Regions from separate parts of the Mus musculus genome. Here all the other regions are linked to region 2. A link is a contact called in public ChIA-PET data. All regions are on one chromosome and are shown on one strand. The core of a region is the stretch at or near the end of the contact, and the rest is flanking DNA. Distances in the headings are between cores, read along the strand shown. Region 1 holds the start of Sirt1 (sirtuin 1). Region 2 holds the start of Srgn (serglycin). Region 3 holds the start of Dnajc12 (DnaJ heat shock protein family (Hsp40) member C12). Region 4 holds the start of 1700120B22Rik (RIKEN cDNA 1700120B22 gene).

The links. ChIA-PET counts read pairs in DNA pulled down with a chosen protein or histone mark.
Region 1: a contact with region 2 is called in an RNA polymerase II ChIA-PET map of memory CD8 T cells, with 72 read pairs. The contact joins the promoter of Sirt1 here to the promoter of Srgn in region 2. A contact is called at or near these places in 2 of 115 datasets of contacts at active chromatin or transcription factors (memory CD8 T cells and thymic regulatory T cells).
Region 3: an RNA polymerase II ChIA-PET map of memory CD8 T cells shows a contact between it and region 2, with 28 read pairs. The contact joins the promoter of Dnajc12 here to the promoter of Srgn in region 2. A contact is called at or near these places in 4 of 484 Hi-C or Micro-C datasets (CD4 T cells, the N1E-115 cell line, embryonic fibroblasts and 1 more) and 2 of 115 datasets of contacts at active chromatin or transcription factors (memory CD8 T cells and pro-B cells).
Region 4: an RNA polymerase II ChIA-PET map of memory CD8 T cells shows a contact between it and region 2, with 57 read pairs. The contact joins the promoter of 1700120B22Rik here to the promoter of Srgn in region 2. A contact is called at or near these places in 2 of 115 datasets of contacts at active chromatin or transcription factors (memory CD8 T cells and thymic regulatory T cells) and 1 of 9 other capture datasets (liver).

What each region holds. Positions count from the first base shown.
Region 1 is chr10:63,336,202-63,341,770 of GRCm38.p6, forward strand. It overlaps Sirt1 (sirtuin 1), which reads right to left and starts at 2,834. Exons shown (of 9, transcript NM_019812.3): 1 at 2,364-2,834; 2 at 779-895. The coding sequence starts at 2,769. RefSeq lists a promoter at 2,770-3,398.
Region 2 is chr10:62,504,943-62,510,581 of GRCm38.p6, forward strand. Srgn (serglycin) reads right to left here and starts at 2,815. Exons shown (of 3, transcript NM_011157.3): 1 at 2,700-2,815. The coding sequence starts at 2,772. It overlaps Gm51804 (a long non-coding RNA gene), which reads left to right and starts at 2,862. Exons shown (of 3, transcript XR_003949006.1): 1 at 2,862-3,012; 2 at 3,132-3,345.
Region 3 is chr10:63,383,157-63,389,022 of GRCm38.p6, forward strand. Dnajc12 (DnaJ heat shock protein family (Hsp40) member C12) reads left to right here and starts at 3,407. Exons shown (of 5, transcript NM_013888.3): 1 at 3,407-3,619. The coding sequence starts at 3,542.
Region 4 is chr10:63,241,719-63,247,758 of GRCm38.p6, forward strand. It overlaps 1700120B22Rik (RIKEN cDNA 1700120B22 gene), which reads right to left and starts at 2,435. Exons shown (of 2, transcript NR_166111.1): 1 at 2,169-2,435; 2 at 513-1,546. Herc4 (hect domain and RLD 4) reads left to right here and starts at 2,079. Exons shown (of 25, transcript NM_026101.4): 1 at 2,079-2,445; 2 at 3,700-3,730; 3 at 4,104-4,407. The coding sequence starts at 4,182.

The DNA.
Region 1 (5,569 bases), core at 1,584-4,083, 830 kb after region 2:
ACTGCCTGGACTGTCTAGGTATTCTGACTGCCTTAGATGGGAGGACGTGGTGAGCGACTCAAGGATTACCATGCAGGAGGCCAAGAAAAAAAAAATCTTACCAATACCTGAGCAACTAAATCTAAATGGTAAAGGTGACAGAGAATTTAAAGTTGGTACAAAAGCAGCTGTTGGGGTGGTACCAAATAACTATAATCCCCAGCATTTAGACACAAGATCAGAAATTCAAGGCTAATATGTGCTGGCTGGCTACCCAGCCAATGAGTTCAAGCCAGTCTAGGCTATACGTGTTCCTGTCTCAACAAGCAAGCAGACGAACGACAACAACCACAACAAAACAAGCAAGCAAAACCCCCAAAGGCTGTACACAGAAAGCAAAAACAATGTACAGAAGAAAAGAGGTGAGGACCTAACCTCAGGCACTGACAAACGGACATGGTACATACAGCACACCTATAATCCCAGCACTCTGGACTGCTGGTAAAGTCAGGATATCAATGTCATCCTTACATCCTAGACTCCACAAGTTTAAAGCCATCATAGGATAGATGAAAATGTCAAAAAAAAAAAAAAAAAAAATCAAGAAAAGAGAGAAGGAAGAGTAAGTCAAAAAGAGCTTTGGTTGTGATGTACTCCAGAGGCTGGGCAGAGACTGCAGAGTAGCTTAACTAGCTTGGGCTATAAAATATCTTGTCTCAAAAAGGAAGGACGGACAGAAGGACGGAAGGAATGAAGGAAGTTTGCAATTGTTTCAAAGATGCACATGCCTGAAGCATACCTATCCGCGGCCGCGGAGTCCAGTCACTAGAGCTGGCGTGTGACGTTCTGTCATCGTCATCACTTTCACAGGAATGAAAGCCATTAGTGAGGAGTCCATCGGTCAACAGGAGGTTGTCTGTCAAAGAGATCAAAAGGCTGCGGCTCAGACAATCCCCAGCTGGGCCCTGCGGTCCACACCTGCAATCCCAGGTACTTTGAGGCCCGTTTGGCCTGTATGGTGAGACACACACAGGTTCTTGAGACAAAAACAAAAAACCAGAAAGGCACAGAAGCACACACATCTGTAACTCCAGCACCTGGAAGGCACAGACATTGGAAACCAGCCTGACATATATAAAATAGTGAGTTCCGGACCAGCCTGGGCTAAACAGGGACCCTACCTCAAAAAATCCAAAATGAAGACACACACACACACACACAAATAAAATCTGTGTAGCCCTACAAAAGCAGCTCAGGGTTCCATGCCCAGGACAAAGAAATACAACTTCATGAAATGCATCAAATAGAAATTACTTCTAAATATCACTGAGATAAAAATCAATCCCTGGCTGTGTTCTCACTGCCCCAACCAGAGAAAGTCTCTTTCCGTAGCCCTTTCAAGTAGCAATCTACCTGCTTCAGCCACTGGGTGTTAGTAAATGTATGATTTAAAGAACACGAAGCATACTTTATGCGACTTGTTTCCCCTTTAATACCTGACATCAAGGGTCATTTCCTATTTCAGTCCCTAACACGTTTTGTTGTTTTTTAATTCATGGCACCATTATACGAGCCACAAACATCTACAAGGGCACTGACAGACTCTGATAAATTCTGTACAAAGCTTTTCAGGAAGACGATAAGTGGCATTATTACAAAAACAAAACAAAAAAGTAACCCAAACGTTTGGCGTCAATAGGGCAAAACCAAGCAGGTTTGTTTCAGGTTTGTTAATCTAAAAATGTTGCGAGCATGATTTTGAAAGGAAAAGAAAACTTACGAAAGTACAGTACAACTATAACTCCTCTATATCGAAGTGATAAATGCAATCGCAGAAAAGCAACATTTTTAGGAATAGCCATTTCCTTACATTTTTTAGACTGTGTCTCAAGAAATAGCTTTGGTGTATTAAAATTTCTAACTTCAAAAAAAGACATAGGTCTATCCAAAAAAGAAAAAAAAAAAAAAAAGCAACACAGGTGTCAGTTTGCAAAACGAAATCGCATGTCGATCCACGGGACAGCCCCAAAGTCGCAAAGCAAAGTGTGCAGTGAGGAAAACTATAACTTCACTAAAGGCGCATCGGGAGGGAAACCAAACCGAGGGAGGGAAAACTTCACTCTAACGCCAAACTGCGAGAACCGCGGTCCCGGCGACTGCGCGCAGCAGCGCAAGGCGGCCCAGGCGAGCGGCGAGTCCGCGCGCGGCTCCGCAGCAGGGCCGGCGAGCTCGGCGGCGCGCGGCCGAGCCAGGGCCGAGCTGCGCCGCTGCCGCCGCCGCCGCCGCGGAGCCCGCGGAGCTCTCGGGGCCCTGGGCAACCTGGGACCGGGTCACAGGCGGGGACGCGGAGGGACGCGGCTGCGCGGCAGCGCGCGCGGACTCACCTCGGTAGCCGATCGCTGCCGCCGCCGCTGCCGCCGCCGCCTCGTCCTCCTCCTCGCCCTCGTCGTCGTCGAAGTCGTCAGCCGCCCTCGGCTCCCGCCGCAGGCCGGACCCATTGTCTCCGTCCCCGGCCACGGCCGTCGCCGGGGCCTCCCGCTCCGCGCTCGCCGCCGCCCCTGCCGCCTCCCGCCACAGCGCCGCCGGGGCCGCGGCGCTCGCCGCCTCACACCCCGCGGCCGCCGGCGCCACTGCTGCGCTCGGCTCGCCCGGGCTGCGCCCGAGGCCAGGCCCGTCTCGGCGGGGCCTCTTGCGGAGCGGCTCGTCCGCCGGCTGCGACGCGGCCTCCATGGCGGCCGCCGCGGAAGGGGAGCCGGCGGCCTGAAGGGCGAGCGCCACCTCGTCCGCCATCTTCCAACTGCCTCTCTGGCCCTCCGCCCTCGCCTCCTCTGCTCCGCTCGACGCGCGGCACTGGCGCCCCCGCGGCTCGGCTGCGGGAGATTTAAACCCCGTCACGTGACCCGCCCCTCCCCGCCCCCGCGCCTCTCCCGCCACCCACGCGGGCCGGACCACAACACGCCGGGTCACGTGGCCGGGCGCCGCCCGCGGCCTGGGCCCTTCCCGGCCCCACCCAGGGCGGCTCGGCTCCCCTCAGCGGCCTCTGGCGCCTCCCGCCCGCCCGACCCGTTCGCTCGCTCGCTCGCTCGCTCGCTTGCTCGTCCGGGATCGCCGCGGTGGTTCAAGTTTGCGATGGCGCCGCCACTTCCCACCTGGGCCTCACGCGTGCACCTTGCCTGCCTGCGCCTCTTCGCCTCAAGTCGGCTTTTACCTCAGGGGCTCTGGAGAGCCCAACCTGGCCGACGCCGGCCTTCCTGAGGAGAACTCCTCCACCTGCCTTGCCCTTGCTCTGTGACAGCTCTTCCTCAGGTTACCCCTGTGGTCTCTCCTCAGGAAGTTTGCGCTCTCTCCCAATCTCCCTTCTCAAGTGCAATGGAATGCCCAAGCCAGCCCTCGGGGCCTGTTGCCCTCCTGGAAAGATCTGGCGATTGAGGACCCGCCCTATCTGCTCTCTGGACCCACCAGGTCCTCTGTACCTCGCTTTAGTCTTTGGTAAAATTCATCTCTTGGGGCAGCAAGAGAGAGGACAGAAGGGAGAGTGGTTGGTTCTCCACAAACTTCTGTGTTAAGAGTCAGATTGGGCCTGGGCTCTTGTGACTTGGGCGATTGACTGAACCTTTTCTAAGCCCAGTTTTTAATCATCTCTAAAATGACAGGGCCAGGACCGAAAGAGACTGTAGCTCAGTTGTAAAGTCACGCTTGCCAGACAACCCCGAAGCCCTAGAGAGAGGGAGGAAGGAGGGTAAGTTGAAGGTAATCTCCAACTACTTAGGAAGTTCAAAAAAGGCCTGGAATACATAAGACCTCGTCTCAAAAACGAAATTTAAAACGATAGACCATGAGAAATCAGCTAGTCAGGTTTAAAGTAAATGACATTAGTTTTAAAATCCTAGGCAGTTGATGGTGGCACAGGCCTTTAATCCCAGCAAGCTGGAGGAGACAGGAGGAGGTTCACTAGGACAGCCAAGGCTACACAAAGAAACCCTGTCTCGAAAAAATAATCTTACTTCTAGAATTGTAGAAATGGCTCTGTAGTTAACAGCACTTGTTGCTCCTGCAGAGGCCCTAGGTTTGACTCCCATCATCCACATGACAGCTCATACCTTCAGATCTGACACCTGCTTTTGGTAAACACAGACATGTATGGAGCCAAAAGACCCAAACACATAAAAATCCTCTTTGTTGTTGTTTTATGAGTTAGGGTTTCTCTGTGTAGCCCTGGCTGTCCAGGAACTCTGTAGATCAGGCTGTCCTTGAACTCAGAGGCCACCTGCCTCTGCTTCTTGAACTGCTGGGATTAAAGATGTACACCAGCAAGCCCAGCATAAAAATACATATTTAAATAATTTTTTAAATAATCCTTAGTTCCTTCACAACTCTAAGCCCCTTCACTTTCTAGTTACCATGAAATTCTGAGCACCTGTATCCATTTGGATCATTAGGGCTCAATTGCACATGGTTCAATTACAGTGGGGTTTCCCCAGATTTTAGAGTTAGAGGCAGCAGGATCAGAAAATTAAATCCATTTGCACTAGGTAATAAATTTGATCCCACCCTATCTCAAAAACAAAACACTAGCCACACGTGGCAGCACACACCTTTTACAACAGGACTCAGGAGCCTGGCATGATGGGACAGACCTTTACTCCCTGCACTTGAGGCAGATGCAGGCAAATCTAGGCATCCTGGTGTACATATGAAGTTCAGGCAAGCCAGGGCCACGTAGGCTCAAAGACTAAAAAAAAAAAAATAATTAAAATTAAAATATTAAACCTGGGAGTGTTGCTATAGCTCAGTGGTTAAGCACATGCAATAATCTTTCAGAGAACTTGAATTTGGTTCCCAGCACCTATTTCAGGTGGCTCACAACCACCTGTAACTCCAGTTCCAGACTATTCTGATTTCCAAAGGTGTTTTGTGCACTCGAGCATACACACACACACACACACACACACTCACACTCACAAACAATGCAAACAATTTTTAAAAATCCTTAGGCCCAGGATGGATGTGGCTGAACACACTTTCAACCTTAGCACTCAGGAGGCAGAATGGAGATTTGAGGCCCGCATAGTTTACATAGCAAGTTCCAAGGCAGACAGAACTGTAGAGTGAGACCCTGTCTCAAAAACAATAAATAGTAATATTCTTTAGGTCCCCCGCAGTGGTACACGCCTTTAATCCCAGCTCTAGGAAGGCAGCAGCAGGTGGATCTCCATGAGTTTGAGGCCAGCTTGTTTTACTTATGTCTAGGCTACCAAGGACTACATCATTAAAGACTGTACCAAACAAAAGTAAAAAAAAAAAAAAAAAAAAATGGGGACAGGGACATGGATCTATGGGGAACAGCCTGATGATAACTTGATCTCTGGGGCCCACGTGGTAGAAAAAGAGGATCTCCAAGCCACACAGCACAGGAGGCAGGAAACATGTATAGCACTGTGCTGTTTAAGCATACGTTGAAGGGGTTTTACAAGCTAACCATGAAAGCAAGTGGCACTTGCTACTTATTGCATCCAGCTTTCTAGAAGTTAGTGGTGCACCTATACACAAAGAAGACTGGCAGGTTGTATTGTTCCAGTTGGCAGACTAG
Region 2 (5,639 bases), core at 1,565-4,064:
TTTTTCTGGAACTAACTCTGTAGCTCAGGCTAGCCTCGAACTCAGAGATCCTCCAGCCTCTGCATCCTGAGTGCTGGGCTTAAAGGCATGTGCTACCACTACCTGGCTATATTTCTGTTGTTTAAGTACCTGGTCTATGGTGTTTTGTTACGGCAATCTCAGAACGTAAATGCAGTAACCTAAGATCACAGGCTAAAATCCCGGTGCATCTCATCACTTAGACAGGAAAACTACAGACACACCAGTCCTTAAACATCTTTGTAAAGATAAGGCGAGAGCTGGGCTTGTGGTTGAGTTGGTAAACTGGTGTAGCATGCAACCAAAACCTAGGATTGGTTCCCAGCACTCCACAAAGTGGGCATGGTAGCACACATACTTAAGTTCAAAGCCACCCTCAGCTCATAATGAATTCAAGGGGCTGGGCACCGACTTGCTCTTCCAGAGCTCAATTCCCAGCAATCTCTGGGTGACTCACAAACATCTGTAATGAGATCCGATGCTCTCTCTTGTCATGTACCATGTATATGCACACAGAACACTCATACATAAATAATTTTTAAAAAATGAGCTCAAGGCTATCCTGGGGTAAGCGATTTGACAGAGAGGGTATGGTATCTAATCACTCGTGGCAGGACACAAGTGGTAAGACACATAGTGTCATTGCTGTAGCCGCTTAATCACTAACTCGTGGCCAAACACCCACATTCATGTTCAGAGATGAGCAAAGTCGTTAAGCCAAGAACCCCTTGGAAACACCCTAGATTTTTGGCTCATTCATTGTCTCCTTTCTTTGCTTCTGTTCCCAACTAAGAGCTAAGTCAACCATGACATAAAAGATAAAAGACAGCCTTTCCTCCCCTACCTCTCCCCCCCCCATGCTTTTTTTTTTTTTTTTTTTTTTTTTTTTTTTTTTTTTGAGATAAGATCTCACTAGTAGCACAGGCTATCCTGGAACTCTCGAAGACTGGGCTGGCCTTAAACTCACAGTCCCTCCTGCCTCTGCACCTTGAGTGCCTTAGAAGCCACCCAGCCCGACTCCTTCCTAATTTCTGGCTCGTGATGAAATAGACAAGGTTTTGTTTTTAGTCTAGTTTGATGTTTCTGGGAACTTTTGCAACTGAAAGGCTTACATGCACGCCTCTGGTAGAGAGACACCCAGAGCCAGGTGTCACAAATGCGGAATTCACAGCTGTCCATCTTGCCAGAGCACGTGGCTACCGGGGACTATTTCATGAAGCCAAAGGTTTTTCCCTGAAAGATCCGCATGAACTTGAATTCTGAGTCAAAGGGAAAAGTGTGGCTCTAGCTGTGTAGCAGAGCCCCGGACATGCATGAGGCCCTGGGTGTAGGCGCCAATATCACAAAGCTACATAAATAGAAGTGAGCCTTAGCAAGGTCACTTCCTGTTTTCCGATGACGACGTTAGCATAGCCCCATGAAAATAAGTTTCTAAACTTCCACTATGCAAGGAATTTCTGAAGTAACCTGTGAGATGTCATTTCGACCGGAAGTAAGAACGCTACAGCTAGGAGTCACTTCGAAGAAACTCCAGGACACGTATGTCGCTGTGACTCAACATTTCCTTTATGTTTTTCAACCATAAACTCGGCAACTTATTTATCAGGCCATGACCTTCTGCCTCATTTAGACATAGTTCCCTAAATATTAAGGCGAATAAAGTGTGCTTCTTTGTAGTTGTTGTTTGTTTGTTTGTTCTACAAACATTCCATCTTCTTAGAAAAAGTTTGAGGTTGAGTCAGCATGACTGAACAGCTGTAAAAGACAGTCAAATTTACAGACAGGTTTTCAAACGAAAACCTGTTTTCTGGACGAGAGCACAAATGCTAACACTCCTCAGGCTGTTTCTAAAATATTGTTTTAGAGTTAGCATTTTGCCTAGCCAAAATTGAATGTTTGGTAAGAGCCGAGCTTAAGAAGAAAGTAAAAATAGCTACATTTACCCCAATTAAAAAAAAAAAAAAAAAAAAAGCCGGGCAGTGGTGGCGCACACCTTTAATCCCAGCACTTGGGAAACAGAGGCAGGTGGATTTCGGAGTTCGAGGCCAGCCTGGTCTACAGAGTGAGTTCCAGGACAGCCAGGGCTACACAGAGAAACCCTGTCTCAGAAAATCACACACACACAAAAGCCTCTTTCATTGTTAAAATAACAGCGCCATCAGATTCCGTTCTTTGGAACCCAGCATGGAGACATACACCTGTTATCCCAGCACTCGGGAAGTAGAAGTTCCAGGTCCTCTTCAGCTGTATAGCAAGTTGAAGACCATCTTACGCTACATGAGACCTTATATCAAAATGGAGTTCATGCAGACAACTCAGTGATAGGATGCTATTCTAGAAAATTCCATGATGCCACCATCTCAGTAGATCAGTTGGGTAATTTTCCATTTATTTCTTGAATGCTTTAAATGAATAAACCACACATCTTTACCCAAAAAAATAAGAACACTTTTCAGTCATCCTGACAGGTTTTAAGGCCACCACTTACCTTAGAGTTTAATTAATTATTATTATTTTTTAGACCAAACTCAAGTAAACTCACACGAGGTTGTTGAGGCACCTGAAATCCTTCCTTACCTCCCCTCCCACAATAGGACACCCTGCACCTTCAGATGAAGACAATTACTTGTGCATATGCTGATGCCTTCAGAGCAGAGAATTAAAGATCCTGGGTCTCTTACCTTGCACTGAAGATCCCCAAACCAGGACGAAGGCGAGAGCCAGGACAAGCCTGCTGCCGACGGGAACCTGCATCCTGACCAGCTCGGCTCCACTCAGCCTCTGGATTAGCAAATGTAGCAGGGTGCTCTTTCTGTCCCTTTTAGAAAGAGGTTCCAAAACCTCAGACCCTGCCCAAGAACACACGTCACAGTTTCCTGAACAAATAGAAAGAGATCCACATCAACACCCAGAAAGAAGAAGAAAGTTGAAAAAAACAACAACTGTTCATACCCATGATGAAACTCCACCGGACTCCCCCTAGGCGTTTGCTGTGTGGTTATTATTTTTTCTTTTTCCAAAAAGCTCTGCCATCTGTCATTTGCATGTTTAAAAAAAAAGTTTTCCCCATCAAAAAGTCGAATCAGCACTTTCTTCCCCCTCCCTTCCTTCAGGTAACAATCTAAACAGACAGGAGGACTCAGCTGTTCCAGAACTGAGCTCGGCTCATCCACAGCGCACATCAAAGAGAAGCTGGGCGCGCACAGAGTCAGGCACAAGCAGGGAACATTCCGAGCCGAGCTGGGTTCTCAGCCCCCAGGATGAGCGGTCTCCGTTAACGTCCAGAGTCTGCTAGAATTCCTGGCTTTCCCTCTAGCTCACAAACAGGTGAGGAATATATATATATATAAAATCAGCTGCTCCCCAGGGATTGAGACCATGCATGTTTGCATCTTTTTTTCCTGTTTTTTTTTGTTTGTTTGTTTGTTTACTTCGAAAAAAAATTTTTCTTTCTGGTCTTGAGTAAGGCAAAAATCAGGAACAAGGAGGGCAGGTCCCCCCCTCAGAGGGCCGTGGAATGTGAAAACAGAGACACAGATGCTGCCGTTCATAAAGGACTAGCCGTTCCCTGGCCTCGAAGATTGCGGGGCTTTGGGGGTGCGGGTGCGGGAATGGCCACTCTGTGCTAGCCTCACAGTAAGGGTGGTTTTACGCTGTATCTGTAGCGAGACAGCTTTCTCTGCCTTTGCTCTGAGGGCTCAACCATTCTCCACTTCAGGGTGTCCGTTCCTCGGCTGCTCAGATGCCTGCCCCTTGGCCATCCTTTGATGGGTGGGAGGAGTTTCCTTCCCCTTGTTCTGGGCTTCCTGCTGATTCCTTAAGGTTTCCTGATAAGGACAGACTTTAGAATCTCATAGCTCAGGAGCCCTGATAGAGAAAATGAAGCCCTCCTTAGAAACTTCTCCTCAGAAGCCCCCTCAGAGCCTGGAAACCCTCAACTGTAGCAACCGAGGCGCACAGAGACCCAGCGCACACCGTGTGGAGTTTTAGTATCTGTTGGGATTTCTCTCCTCTGCCTTTGGTCCCTTTTCATGATAAGCTTCAATTAAAGCCCTGATAACAAAACGAAAGATCATGTTAACAGCTTCAGGAAGTTTCTCACGACACCTTCAAGGCAATTAGAAGTAGAGATGGATAATTTAGTCACCTTCACACAACCTACAATCACGTGGGAAGGGAGTCTCAGGGACGGAGATAGCCCGGATCAGGATGGCTATGGACAGGCCTAAGGGGGATTGTCTTGGTTATTTGGTGTGGGAAGATCCAGCCCATAGTAGGCAGCGTGATGCCCTCCCTGGTTTAGGGATCCGGATGGCAGCAAGCTGAGAGAAAACCAGCAATCATTTGTTCCTCTCTGCTTTGGATTGTGCAATCAGCTGCTTCAAGTTCAAGCCGCCTTGACTTCCTTGCAATGATGCACTGTTCTCGTAACCTGGAAGCGTGAGCTAAAATGTGACCCTGAGCCCTTTCTTCCCTAAGCTGCCTTTTGTAGGGTAGTTTATCACAGTGACAGAAACAAAACCCAAACAACCAAAACTAGTACCTGAAAGTGATCACTGGGAGATTTTTCTCACTCGGGGACTTTTTTTTTTTTTTTTTGCTGCTGCTGAGTCATGGGGATTTTTTTTTATTTACTTCCTTATATATTTTTATTTATTGAGGCAGGGTTTCACGTATCCCCAGCTGGCTTTGAACCTGTTGTGTAGGCCAAAGATGACCCTGGGCTCCCGAGTCTCTCTCTAGTCCTCTCTTCTCACACTCTGGGGTGAGTGGCCAGACCTGTTCTAGAACTCAGGTGCTCTAAACCATACTCCAGAGACAGATGAGCGATGAGAAGAAAATCAGACTGGTGTGTGAAAGGGAAGTCTTCTAGTAATTATTGAGTAGGCGTATCTGCCAAACGCTCTCAGGCAGATTGGCTTTACAGTCCGCAGCTGGGGAGGGCACTCGTTGGATCCTTGCTGTCTCTCAGGAATAATTTCACAGTCATCAAAAATATTGGAAATAAATCTCTTAGGGGAAGTATCAGACTTTTGAAGCTTCAGGGAAACTGACTCTGAAAAGAAGTGTTTAAAAACTGGCCTTGGGAGGATGGAGAAATGGCTCAGGTGTTAAGAGGACTGGCTACTCTTCCAGAGGACCCAAGTTCAATTCCCAGCACCCACATAGCAGCTCACAGCTGTCTGTAACTCCAGGCTCTGACCCCCTCACAAAACATGCATCCAGGCAAAATTACAATGCACGTAAGATAAATTATATATACATACATATTTATGTATATATACATACCACACACACACACACACACACATATGAAATTGGCCTTAGCCTAGCATAATAGCTTATGCCTATAACTCCAGCATTTGGAAACAGAGGCAGTAGAGTCAAGAGTTTGAGTCTAGCCACTTGTCGAGCGGTGCATACCTTTGACCCCCAGCTCTCAGGAGACAGAAGAAGCAAGAGTCACTCTATGAGTTCAAGAACAGCCTGATCTGATCTACACAGCAAACTCCAGGACAGCCAGAACTATATATAAAGAGAGAGAGACCCTGTGTTCAAAAGAAGAAGAAGAAGAAGAAGAAGAAGAAGAAGAAGAAGAAGAAGAAGAAGAAGAAGAAGAA
Region 3 (5,866 bases), core at 2,157-4,656, 880 kb after region 2:
AAGCAAGGATTGTAGGTAGGTATGAGCAAGCCACAACACCTAGCTTTAGCGTTAGGGTTTGTTTTCTATATCTACCTCTCAGGGGCCTGCAAGATGGCTCAGCTTGTAAAGGCACTTGCCACCATACCTGAGTTTGATCTCTGGGACCCAGAAGAAGAAGGAAAAGAAGAAGGAGGAGGAGGAGGAGGAAGAGAAGGAGGAAGAGGAGAGGGGAAGGGGGAGGGGGGAAGAGGAGGAGGAGAAGGAGAAGGAAACTTTCATAGGCCCGTTCTCTGACCTCCACATTTGTATACCCATCCAAATAAATGATAAAAATATAACAAAATGGATCTATACCTCCAGAAAAGCATAAGTGCAGGTGCACATAGCTATGTAAAATAGGTGTTCAGAGAAGCCAGAGAGTTTTGAGTGTCTTCCTGTATGGATATCCGTCATTTATTTAATTTTGAGATAGGGTATCATTTTATAGCTTGGGCTAGCCTGGTATTCCGTATCCAGACCAGGATGGCCTCGAACTCAGAGATCTCCCAGTCCTCTGCCTCCCCAGTGCTAGTATTAAAGTATGGGCCACCTAGCTTCTTCTCATATTTTGAGATAGCCTCACGATGAGATGAACTTGGAGTGCACGGCTTTGGCTAGGCTGGCAAGCCATCAAGCTCCAGGGATCTGCCTGTCTCAGTACTGAGGTTAGAGACAGTTAATGGCATGGGCAATGTTATCACAGACTCTAGAATCACCAGAAAGATGTGTCTTTGGGCATGGGGGATTATCTTAATTAAATTAATTGAGGTGGGAAAACCTACCTGCCTGCTTGCTGTGGTAGCTAACACCTTGGGAGGACCCCGGACTGAATAAATGGAGAACAGGAGCTAAGAAGTACCATGTGTGGGCTGGAGAGATGGCTCAGAGGTTAGGTGTACCAACTGCTCTCCCAAAGGACCCAGGTTCAATTCCCAACACCCACATGGCGGATCAAAATTGTCCGTAACTCCAAGATCTGACACCTTCGCACAACATCCATGCAGGCGAAACACCAATGCACATAAAATAAAAAATGAATAAATTAAAAGGTTTATTTAAAAAAAATACAAATTGACAGAGATCCACCTGCCTCTGCCTCTTGAAAGCTGGGGTTAAAGGCATGCACCACCATGCCATGTATATAAATATATAATATATAAAAGTTATATATAAATTATATGTAACATAACATATATTTATAATATATATTAGCTCTCCTGTATCCTAGGCTGTTCTCAAACCTGGGATAAGATTAGATAATAGGTTTGTACCATCATACTTGGATGCTTAATCTGTTTATATTTAATTTGTATCAGTTTTTGATTTTGTTTTTTAATTTTTGAGACAGGTTTCTCTGTGTAGCCCTGGCTGTCCTGTAACTCACTTTGTAGACCAGGCTGGCCTCAAACTCAGAAATCCACCTGTCTCTGCCTCCCAAGAATTTGTATCAGTTTTAATTATGTGGCAGTGTGTGTGTACACCTTAGTGCAGATGTCCTTGGAAGCCGGGAGGTGTCGGATCTCCTGGAGCTGGAATTAGCGAGGTGCTGGGCACTGGAAACTGAACTGAAGCTCTCTGGAAGTGCAGCAAGTGCTTCTCACCGCTAGCCATCTCTTCAGTCCCTGATTTCTGAATCAATGATCTCAGGGTGCCACATGCCTTTAATCCCAGCACTTGGGAAGCAGAGGCAGGAGGGTTTCTGAGTTCGAGGCCAGCCTGGTCTACAGAGTGAGTTCTACAGAGAGTAGCCAGGGCTACACCCCGTCTCGAAGAAACCAAAACCAAAAACAGAATTAATGATCTCTTCTCAGTCTCCTCTCCTTGTCCCTTCCCACTTCCCCTGTTCTCCCTCCCCGTCCCCCTCCCCTCTCTCCTCCCCTTCTCTCCCCTCTCTCCCTTCCCTTCTCCTCCCTTCCCCTCTTCCCCTCCCCTTCCCTTTCTCCTTTCCCTAGGGCCTGGCTGGTGGCAGTCAAAAATGCTGGCCACCGGGCTACATCTACAACCGCCCCAAATTACATGCTATTTTAGACACTTGGAAAAGTATCTTTCTAATTGACCAAATCTTAAAAACTTGCTTCACATTTTCTTCTGTCTCTTAAAAAAATAGGTTAAAAAAAAAACTATCCAAGTAACAGAGGTACAATAAATTAGTAACAGTTTTACACTAAATTGTCAAAACTGACTTCCGATTAGCTAATAGGAAAAAAAAAAATCACCATGTCAATACTCAAACTCCACCGAGGCACATAGGACCTCACAGAGACTGTGAGAGCACACACAGGCCTGTCCGTGTTCAAGCCAGATGAGGTCCCAGCACTGAGAGGGGAAGTAGAGATGGCCTCCCATCCCTAACCAACAAGCCATCTTCAGTTGATATCATCAAGGAAAAAGTAGTTCTCTGTAGCGGGGTCTCACTGGGTATATTAGGCACACTTAAGGGTGGGCTCCGTGCCCAGCAGGAAACGGGTAACACAGAACAAACTCAATGGTATTTTTTAAAAAAGATTTATTTATTTATTATATGTAAGTACACTGTAGCTGTATTCAGACACACCAGAAGAGGGCATCAGATCTCATTATGGATGGTTATGAGCCACCATGTGGTTGCTGACAATGGTATTTTTTAAAGCCTTTTTGTTTTATATTGCATAAAAAAAAATTACTGGCCTTCTGCTGGTATGTTATGGTTTCCCAGTTTGTGTTTTTAATTTTTTTTAAAGATTAATTCATTCATTTTATATATGTGAGTACACTGTAGCTGTCTTCAGACACATCAGAAGAGGGAGGGCATCAGATCCCATTACAGATGGTTGTGAGCCACCATGTGGTTGCTGGGAATTGAACTCAGGACCTTTGGAAGAGTAGTCAGTGCTCTTAACCGCTGAGCCATGTCTCCAGCCCGTGTTTTTAATTTTATAGATTTTGTTTGCATGTGTTTCTTCCATTATTTTTCTCTAAATTCTTTTATTTTAGTTTTTAAAATTTGTTTTCTAACGAGAGAAGGGGGAAAAAAAAAGGCGAGATGTTGGGTGAGTGAAGGAGAGGGGAGGATCTGGGAGGAGTTGGGACCGGGGAACCATAATCAGAATATATATTGTATGAAACAAATTTTTTCAATGAAAGCAAAAAGTAAAGAGCAAACCAAACCAAACCAAAACAACATCAACGACAAACAATAGCATCACCAGCAGCAGCAGCAGCAGCAGCAGCAGCAGCAGCAGCAGCAGCAGCAGCAGCAGCAGCAACAACAACAACAACAACAACAACAACAACAACAAAACACAACAGCAACAAAAAACCCAACAGCAACAACAAACCCCAAACTACAGATCCCAGCAGCCCCGCATGGCAGGCTCGATCCTGGGCAAACAGCCAATGAGAAGCTGTGTTTGCAAAGGGCTGGCTTGACGTCTGGGTGCTCGCTGGTTTGGAAAGTCCTGCTGAAATGTAAAGAGCTTTGCTGTCGCCCCGGAGCTCACAGTGTCGGTGGCGTCGGAGAGGACTGACTCATCCGCTGTAAATGGACGCGATACTGAACTACAGGCCGGAGGGCAGCGAGGACTACTACGCCTTGCTGGGATGCGATGAGCTCTCCTCGGTAAGCAGGGTTGCAGGTTCTCACCAGGTCGCCTTTGAGATCAGCCACGTCTCCTGGAACTCCAACCTCGTACCATTTGGAAGGAGTTTCGGCTCGGAGAAAGTGAAGGATTAAAATGCTTGCTGGTTAATTTGAGGAAAGGACTCCGAACTTCAAAGTATTAGCTGGGAGAGGGACCACATACAGTTTTTATTTATTTAGAGCAGCGGTTCTCAACCTGTGGGTTGCTACGGACTTGGGGTCGCATATCAGATATCCTGCACATCAAATATTTTTAATTACAATTCATAAACGCAGCAAAATTACAGTTATGAAGTAGCAACGAAATAATTTTATGGTTGGGGGTTACCGCAACGTGAGGAACTGTACTAAAGAGTCGCAGCATTAGGAAGGTTGAGAGCCACTGCCTAAGTAAAGGCTGCGATTTAGAGCTCAGGAGGCGGGGCCCCCTGTCTGTAGTCTCCTCGTTCAGAGAAAGTCTCATGGATTTTATAGTACCATTATAACCTCAAATGGTATTAAATACCATTATAATTTCAAATCAAATCAAGTTAGATGTCATATCTGGTGGGAGATTTTTCTTTTAAAGAAAGTAATGCTTCCCTTAGACATCATATACTTGAGACAAATGTGTTATTCTTTTTTTTTTCGAGACAGGGTTTGTCTGTATAGCCCTGGCTGTTCTGGAACTCACTTTATAGACCAGGCTGGCCTCGAACTCAGGAATCCGCCTGCCTCTGCCTCCCGAGTGCTGGGATTAAAGGCGTGAGCCACCACGCCCAGCCAAATGTGTTATTCTTTTAAAGACTTATTATTTTTGTTTTATGTGCATGCATGCATGCCTGTATGTATATATGTATGTGCATTTGGGTTCTATTTGGCTGAGTAGGGATACTTACTCTGTCATATAGCCTGCATTACTTTTTTGTTTGTTTTGTTTTGTTTTTGTTTTTGAGACAGAGTTGGCTTGGAACTCACCATCTCAGCATGTAGATCAAGTTGGCCATGGTTCACAGACATAACTTGCCTCTGCCTCATAGGTGATGGGATTAAAGGCATGTGCCACCATGCTTAGCCACAAAGCCAATTTTTTTTTAAACATCGATAGTTATAATTAGTTTAAAGAAATATCCTACTACACATACATTTTTATTTAAAAATTATGTTTTATTCGTTGAACCTTTGTATGTTGGGTTGGACCAGATCTTTGGTTCAAGAGTCACTTAAGACACCAAGATGGATGACCTGTGTACTGTAATTCTAAGGGCCGATCCCCCAAATAAAACAAACAAAACCAACCCCCCAAAACTATGCTTACTGCAGTCCCTTTTGCATGACAGTTCCTTAGTTCTTACTCTGAATTAAGCCTTGCTTTGGCTTCATTGAGGCTATGGTAGTCTGTTTCTCTAGATAAGCCACACACTGTGGAGCTAAATTCTTGTCTCATTTCAGATTTTCTCCGTAGACAAGTTTTTAGTATTAGAATTCTGGGTCAAAGACTAGAGATAGAGGTTTTTCATATATATACATATATATGTATATATACACACATATATGTTTTTCCACACATATATGGAAAAATATGTGTATATGTACATGTATATATGTACATTATATGTTTAACATATATGTACACTATATATTTCATATATTATATATGCACACATATATACATTATATATGCCACACACAAATATAATTATGTATTTCATATATAATGTATATTTCATTCACATTACATATGCCTGCAAATATATATTATATGTGTACTTGAATTCACTTTTAGAAATGTGTACCTACTTAATTAAGATTCAGGAGAGCATGGTGTTTGTGTCTTTGAACCTCCCTTCACCCTCTGCAGGTTTTGGTTTATTTGACTGTGAGTAAAGTTAAACATGATTTCTGTTTACCACCGGCATGGTAGGCAGCTGTGCAGACAGATCACTAGATATTGGATCAGGAAGGGAGGGCTTAGTGGACCTTGAGGTAAGGGCTTTGGCTGTCCACGGTCTGCGTTCAGCACTGGGCATGTGGGATACGGACAGCAGGAGAGAGATAGGCTATGTTGAAAGCAAACTAGCCATCTTTCCTGGTTTGCTCAGGGTCAGCCCTGCAGAAGGTCTGTGTTTAACCCTGTGACAGTAAAATGGTAAAGTATTGAAAGACAGATACGAGCTATTTTTTTTTTTTTTAAATGAAATTGGCAAGACTCGAGAAATGTAAAGCAGGAAGTGACAGTAACTTGTT
Region 4 (6,040 bases), core at 1,185-3,684, 740 kb after region 2:
GTTTTAAGAGACTTGATTTGGGGTAATTTGTTGTAGTCCAGGAAATTAATTTACATAGAACAATCAGTAACTGTTAGCATTCTGTCTAAACTCCACCCCACAGCTACCTGGCAATAGCCATACATGCTCCTCCCCACAGTTAACCTGGCAATAGCCAGGTAGGCCTGACCCACTATAAAAGAGGCTGTTTGCCCCCTGTGCTCTCTCTGGCCTCTCTCTCTTGCCCTCTTTCTCCCTCCCTCTCCCCATTCCCTTCCTTTCTCTCTCCACACAGTTATGGCTGGCCTCTTCCTCCCTCTCTCTCTCTCTCTCTCTCTCTCTCTCTCTCTCTCTCTCTCTCCTTTCTCTGCCTCTACAACCCTCTAACTCCCCTCCCCATGCCCTGAATAAGCTCTATTCTATACTCTACCCTTGTGCGGCTGGTCTCTCAGGGGAAAGGGATGCCTTGGCATGGGCCTGCTGAGGTACCCCCTCCCCCACACCTCACCTCACCCCCATTGAACATATATTAATACTTCTTTATCTTTTAATAAACACATCAGTAACCATCTCCTAATCTGAAACATACTTTTAAATAAAAACAACCAACCTGTGTACTGTGGTTGACTACACAGATTGTTAACATTCATTCAAAAATACCAGGCTCAGCCCGGTGTGGTGGCGCACGCCTTTAATCCCAGCACTTGGGAGGCAGAGGCAGGCGGATTTCTGAGTTCGAGGCCAGCCTGGTCTGCAAAATGAGTTCCAGGACAGCCAGAGCTATACAGAAAAACCCTGTCTCGAAAAACCACAAACAAACAAACAAACAAACCCAAAACAAACAAACAAACAACCAGGCTCTAGTATGGTTGGTATAAGCCAGGTGCTATGGCCTACACCTGCAATCTTAACCATTCTGAAGGGAGGGTCCACAAGTTTGAAGACAGCCAAACTTAGCTTTAGTGCCATGCTTAGCTGGCTAAAGCACCCAGTAAAGCCATAACGCTGTGTAAAACTAACTACTATACAGTTTCAAAACTGCGTTTCAAGGTCTCTTTTTTTTAAAATGAGGCTGTCATTTTATTTACACCTATCCTCTGCTGGAAAGGTCTTGAGCTTCCTTCACTCTAAGCTAGCAGTACAGTTGTTTAGCATGGGACTACCCCCCGCCCCTCCCCACTTCTTCACGATTGACACACACTCAGAGATTGATAGCTACGGAGTTTCCTCCTAAGGATAAAGAGAGCATGGAACCTCTGTTTAAAAGGTTAAAATGTCAGCAAGCTACTCCATGCTCTTGGTCTTGGCGGCTTACCGAGCAAATCTTTTTCTTGTTCCAACAAATTGTCCTCCATTCATTCACTGGGTCCTTTTTTGAGACCACAACACACACAGATTTAGTATCAAGATGATGTTAAAATTGGCCTGTGAAATCTGGATTTCGTTTTCATGAAGCAGGAACTGTAGCTGTAAGCCCTGTTTTTCTCTGAGTGAAAGAGTTTGGGTAATTTAACCTCGTATCTTCCAAGAAGTTAGCTGAAAACGTGAGCCAACACTGTTCCGGAACCTGAAGCAAAGATGTTGACATTCAGTAAGATTAGACTAAGCCATTGCTCCATTGCTAGCAATATATCTTACATGTTCAAATTAGGTTCAGATGAGTTTAAGGGTTTAAAATGAGTCATCATCGGCTTTTCTAACCGTATTTGTGATGGTTTCGTCTGCTACTTCAAAACCAAAATTAGGAAAGGTAGAATAAAATTATGAAAAGGCTAAAACCCTCCAAGCAGAAAGACAAACCAAAATGAAATTTTCACTTGTCAACGCCGAAGCATTGTTAAAAACACACGGACAAGAACAAAAAAAAAAAAGAAGAAGAAGAAGAAGAGGAAGAAAGAAAATACATTTGACAGCTTCTAGCCCTAGCCGGCTGCATTAGCGTCTTAGAGCAGGGAACCGCAACACTGCGCAGGCTCCTGGATCAGACGAACCCTGGGAGGTCTCCCGCGCAGGCGCACGAATGGGGAAGTGGGCGGGGTCGCGCATGCTCCCCGGCTCACTTCCGGCCAGCCCCTCCCCTCCCCCCTCCCCCGCGAAACCACCGCCCCTCTCCCTTGTCGCCTGGCTCTCCCTCGTCGCCAGCCTCTCCCTCAGCTCTCTCCACCCCTCGTGGTCTCCGCCCTGCTCACCGCCAGCCCTTCCCCTCCCGCTCCATCCGGGTCGCTGACGGCTTGTCTCTCGGTCCGGAGAGTGCTGGCGGCAGCGTTTCTCGGAGGAGCCTGGGAAAGTTTCACGGGCGAGCCGGGCAGCAGAGGCAGCGGAGCTGCGGTCGGGGACGTCGGAGGAGCCGTGGTAATCGCCGCGGCCGGCTGAAGGAGGAAGGTCTTGGGAGCTGGAGAGCCGCCCAGAGGTCCAGGGAGCGTCCGTCCTCCATCGCTTAGGGCTCTCCCTGCCCTGAGAGACCCGGTGAGTCGTTGCCCCCCGTGGGTTCGGGGTAGTGTGACGGAGGCGAGCTCCGCTGGGGCCTTGGGGAAGGGCGCCAGCGTCCTCAACGTTTTCCGGGGCCGGAGTGGTGCACCGCCCTCGGGGAAAGGGTCTCCCTGGGGCCGAGGCCGTGGGGCTGAGCCCGGTGGGGTGAACCCTCTCCCCGGCTCGCCCATAGGTAGCTGCGGGAGTTTGGCTGGCCGGCCCGTGAGGCTGGGTGTGTGCAGACCATTCCTCTGCCCCGGGCCGCGGGAGCTGATCGTGAGGTGCATGGTCAGAGAAAGAGGAAACCAAACTGCCTTGCGTTCTCCTACCTGTTGCTGGCGAGAGAACGTCTTTCCCATACTGGTTCTGACTTTTTGGAGGAAAAAAAAAAGGGTACCCAAACGAAGCGCATTGAAATCGGAGCTATGTTCCTGTCTGATGCTAGCCTTGAAAACACAGAGAGAGAGATAGGGAAAGACAATGCAGAACTCTCTGGAACTTTCGAGTTTTGGTGTCCCAAACTTTTTCTGATAGGAGTGGAGTGAGACAGCTTCGGCACTTTCTAAATAAACATAAATGCAAGAAAATTATGTTTTGAAACCTCAGATTCAGCGAAAGGAATTTAGGTGATTTTGGACAGCAAGGATAAGACTGACTTCTATTAATGCTTCTTAATGCACCATGCTTTTTAAAGAAATGTAAAGGGTTTTTTTTTTTTTTTTAATGTTAATGGAGGATTCCCTCACTTGTTTGTGCACCATGCGTGCCCGTAGTGCAGGAAGCCAGTAGAGGGCGTAGGATTGATTCCCTGGGAGGAGTTACACACAGAGAGCAGCCATGTGGGTGCTGGGAATTGAATCAGGATCCTTTAAAAGAGACATCTCTCAGCCCCTTAATGTATGTCTTTCAAGCGCAGAAGTTATATAGATTTTCCTATCAAAAGTTAACCCTGCCTCCAACCTGGTCTTGTTTGGAAAAAAAACTCAGCAGTCCTGTGATTGTTTTTCATCTTTAAGTAATTTTCCTAGAGGTATGTATTATAATCACATTGATTTGGTTTTAAAATTAAATTAGTAGAGTGAGTTCTCGACCTTAGCATTTTGACTTATAAAATGGAGTCGATTGTTTGAAATTACGACTTGATAATTTCTAATTTTGTACATAGCTTATTAGTACAAATAATGAGAATAGTCTACTTTAAATTGTTATTTTTTTTCTAAAGTTCCATTATTGTTTTTATTTATGTTACAGATAAGAACTTCCATTTTCTGTTGATGTGGAGGTAGGTATCAGATTGTTCTGTGGGGGACTGGAAGATTATGTTTCTGCAGTTGGCTGGATACTTGCTTGTTTGGGCATTGGACACATGCCTTATTTACTGTTCTCATTAAATGTATGTAAACACGAAAACCTAATTTCATTAGAGTACTTATATAGCAGAGTTAAAGCCAGTTACTGTTTTAAGTTTTGCAAAGAATAGTAGAAGGTGATGTCATTTCCTAAACATTTGTATATGGCCCTTTAAAACTGAGAGAACTGACTGTCACCCCAAGCATATTATAAGTATTAAACAAGTGCAGTCCTCATTTTAGCTTAACACTCGATGAGAGAGCAGCTTGCTTTGAGGTCTTACTAACTTTTGTTTTTCTCCTCAGACATAGGGTACCTCCCAGTTTCCAGTGTTTCAGAAGGGACTTTTGTATTGAAACTGGAAGACCAAGGTCATTCCAAGCATGTTGTGCTGGGGCAATGCATCCTATGGACAACTAGGTTTGGGAGGAATTGATGAAGAAATTGTACTAGAGCCCAGGAGAAGTGACTTTTTCGTGAACAAAAAGGTCCGAGATGTAGGCTGTGGACTCAGGCACACTGTGTTTGTCCTGGATGATGGGACTGTGTACACATGTGGATGTAATGATCTAGGACAGCTAGGTCATGAAAAGTCCAGAAAGAAACCAGGTACGGGACATTTCTCTATTTCTAATAATTGATCATTTATTTCACTCTTGAAATGGTGTTTTGTATGACCTCTGTAAATCCTAAACTTACAGGCTTTTTCAAGATTTAAAAGCAAAGTAAAAGTGAAACATACTCTTGACCTTCCTGTGCTGCTTAAGAAGTACATTGTGTGTGTGTGTGTGTGTGTGTGTGTGTGTGGTGTGGGGGGGGGTGTGGGTGTGGGTGGGTGGGTGGGTGGGTGTGGGTGGGTGGGTGTGTGTGTGTGGTTGTTTGTTTGTTTTTATTTATTACTACTACTAGTGGTTGAAAACAGTAACAAAAAACCCTAGACTTCAGTGTTTGTTTTCTTTTATATAGACTATAAAGTTATCAAAATCTTTAATAAGTTCAGCTACCTTGAACAGATTTTGAATTCCTAATTTGTTCTCTGTGATGATTCTGTACTCATGGGGGGATGGTAAAAGCTTTTTATTTTCATTTACTTGTGTAAATTATAATTCTTCCATTTTATTCCCCATTTTACTTTAGGTATGTAATGTTTTGTTGCTTAGTTAGAAGTACTGTTTAATCCCCTAGTTGCTGCTTCCACGTTTTCAGTGCTAGCTTTTAAAGGGTTGTGAATGCCAGGTCTGACTATGGAGAGAGATCTAAGCACAATGTAAAATAATTTATCAGGTAATAAGCATTGGAAACATTTGGTCAGATTTCATGGTGTTTTTCTGGATGTTGTATTTAAAATTGGGTAGTAACACATTTGAGGTGGAATTATTAGATATTTTGCTCTCAGTTGTGATAACCCAAAGCTCCTACAGGAAGGCAGTAAATTCAGAGGAGAAAGCTGCCGTGCTGTTTGTCACAGTAACACACTTAGGCGTTCCCTGTGGTAATCCTTGTTCTCTGTCATCCCATTGTAGGAGGTGTTTAGTTGGTTGGTTGGTTTTCTTTTTGGTTTTTTTTGGGTTTTTTTTTTTTGTTTGTTTGTTTTTGGTGGTCTTGTTTTGAGAGATCAACATAGGTATAAACACTCAGGCAATTAATTGAAGTATCTTTCATACCATCTCTCCACCACTGCCATCCTTAACACCTAGTACTCTTAATTTGCAGATACTGTACCTTTTATTCTTTGTGGGTAGGATCTTAATCTCTTCTCATAGCCTGTAACTTATTACCTCATGATATGTAACTTGATTTTAATGAATGAGAGCATTTCCTTAATAAAGTGGGTCTAATTATTGTAGAACTCAAAGCAGATGAATTTTCTTGTATTACATTTCACGAAAGAATCTCTTAATTATACCAGATTTTCATAATCTCGGGCACTGAGGTGGTTGTGGGTGGTAATTTACTATCTGTACATTTTGCTTATGTGGGAATGCTACGGCAGGTTGAGGTTTTCATGGTGTTATTTTAGTGTTGTTTAGATCAGAGCCCTCCTGTCTCCCCACCCCACCTCCACGTGTACCAGTAGGAAGTATAACTTAAACCGCAGGGATGTGTTTGGGGAAAGCTGGGTGTGTTTTGGTCTTGTTGACATTGTGATGGCTGTATTGTGACATCTCTGTCTTCTGTGAATTCATCCCGGAAGCATTATTTCGTAATGCAAAGTTGAAGAGTGTGCTTCCACTTTAGATTG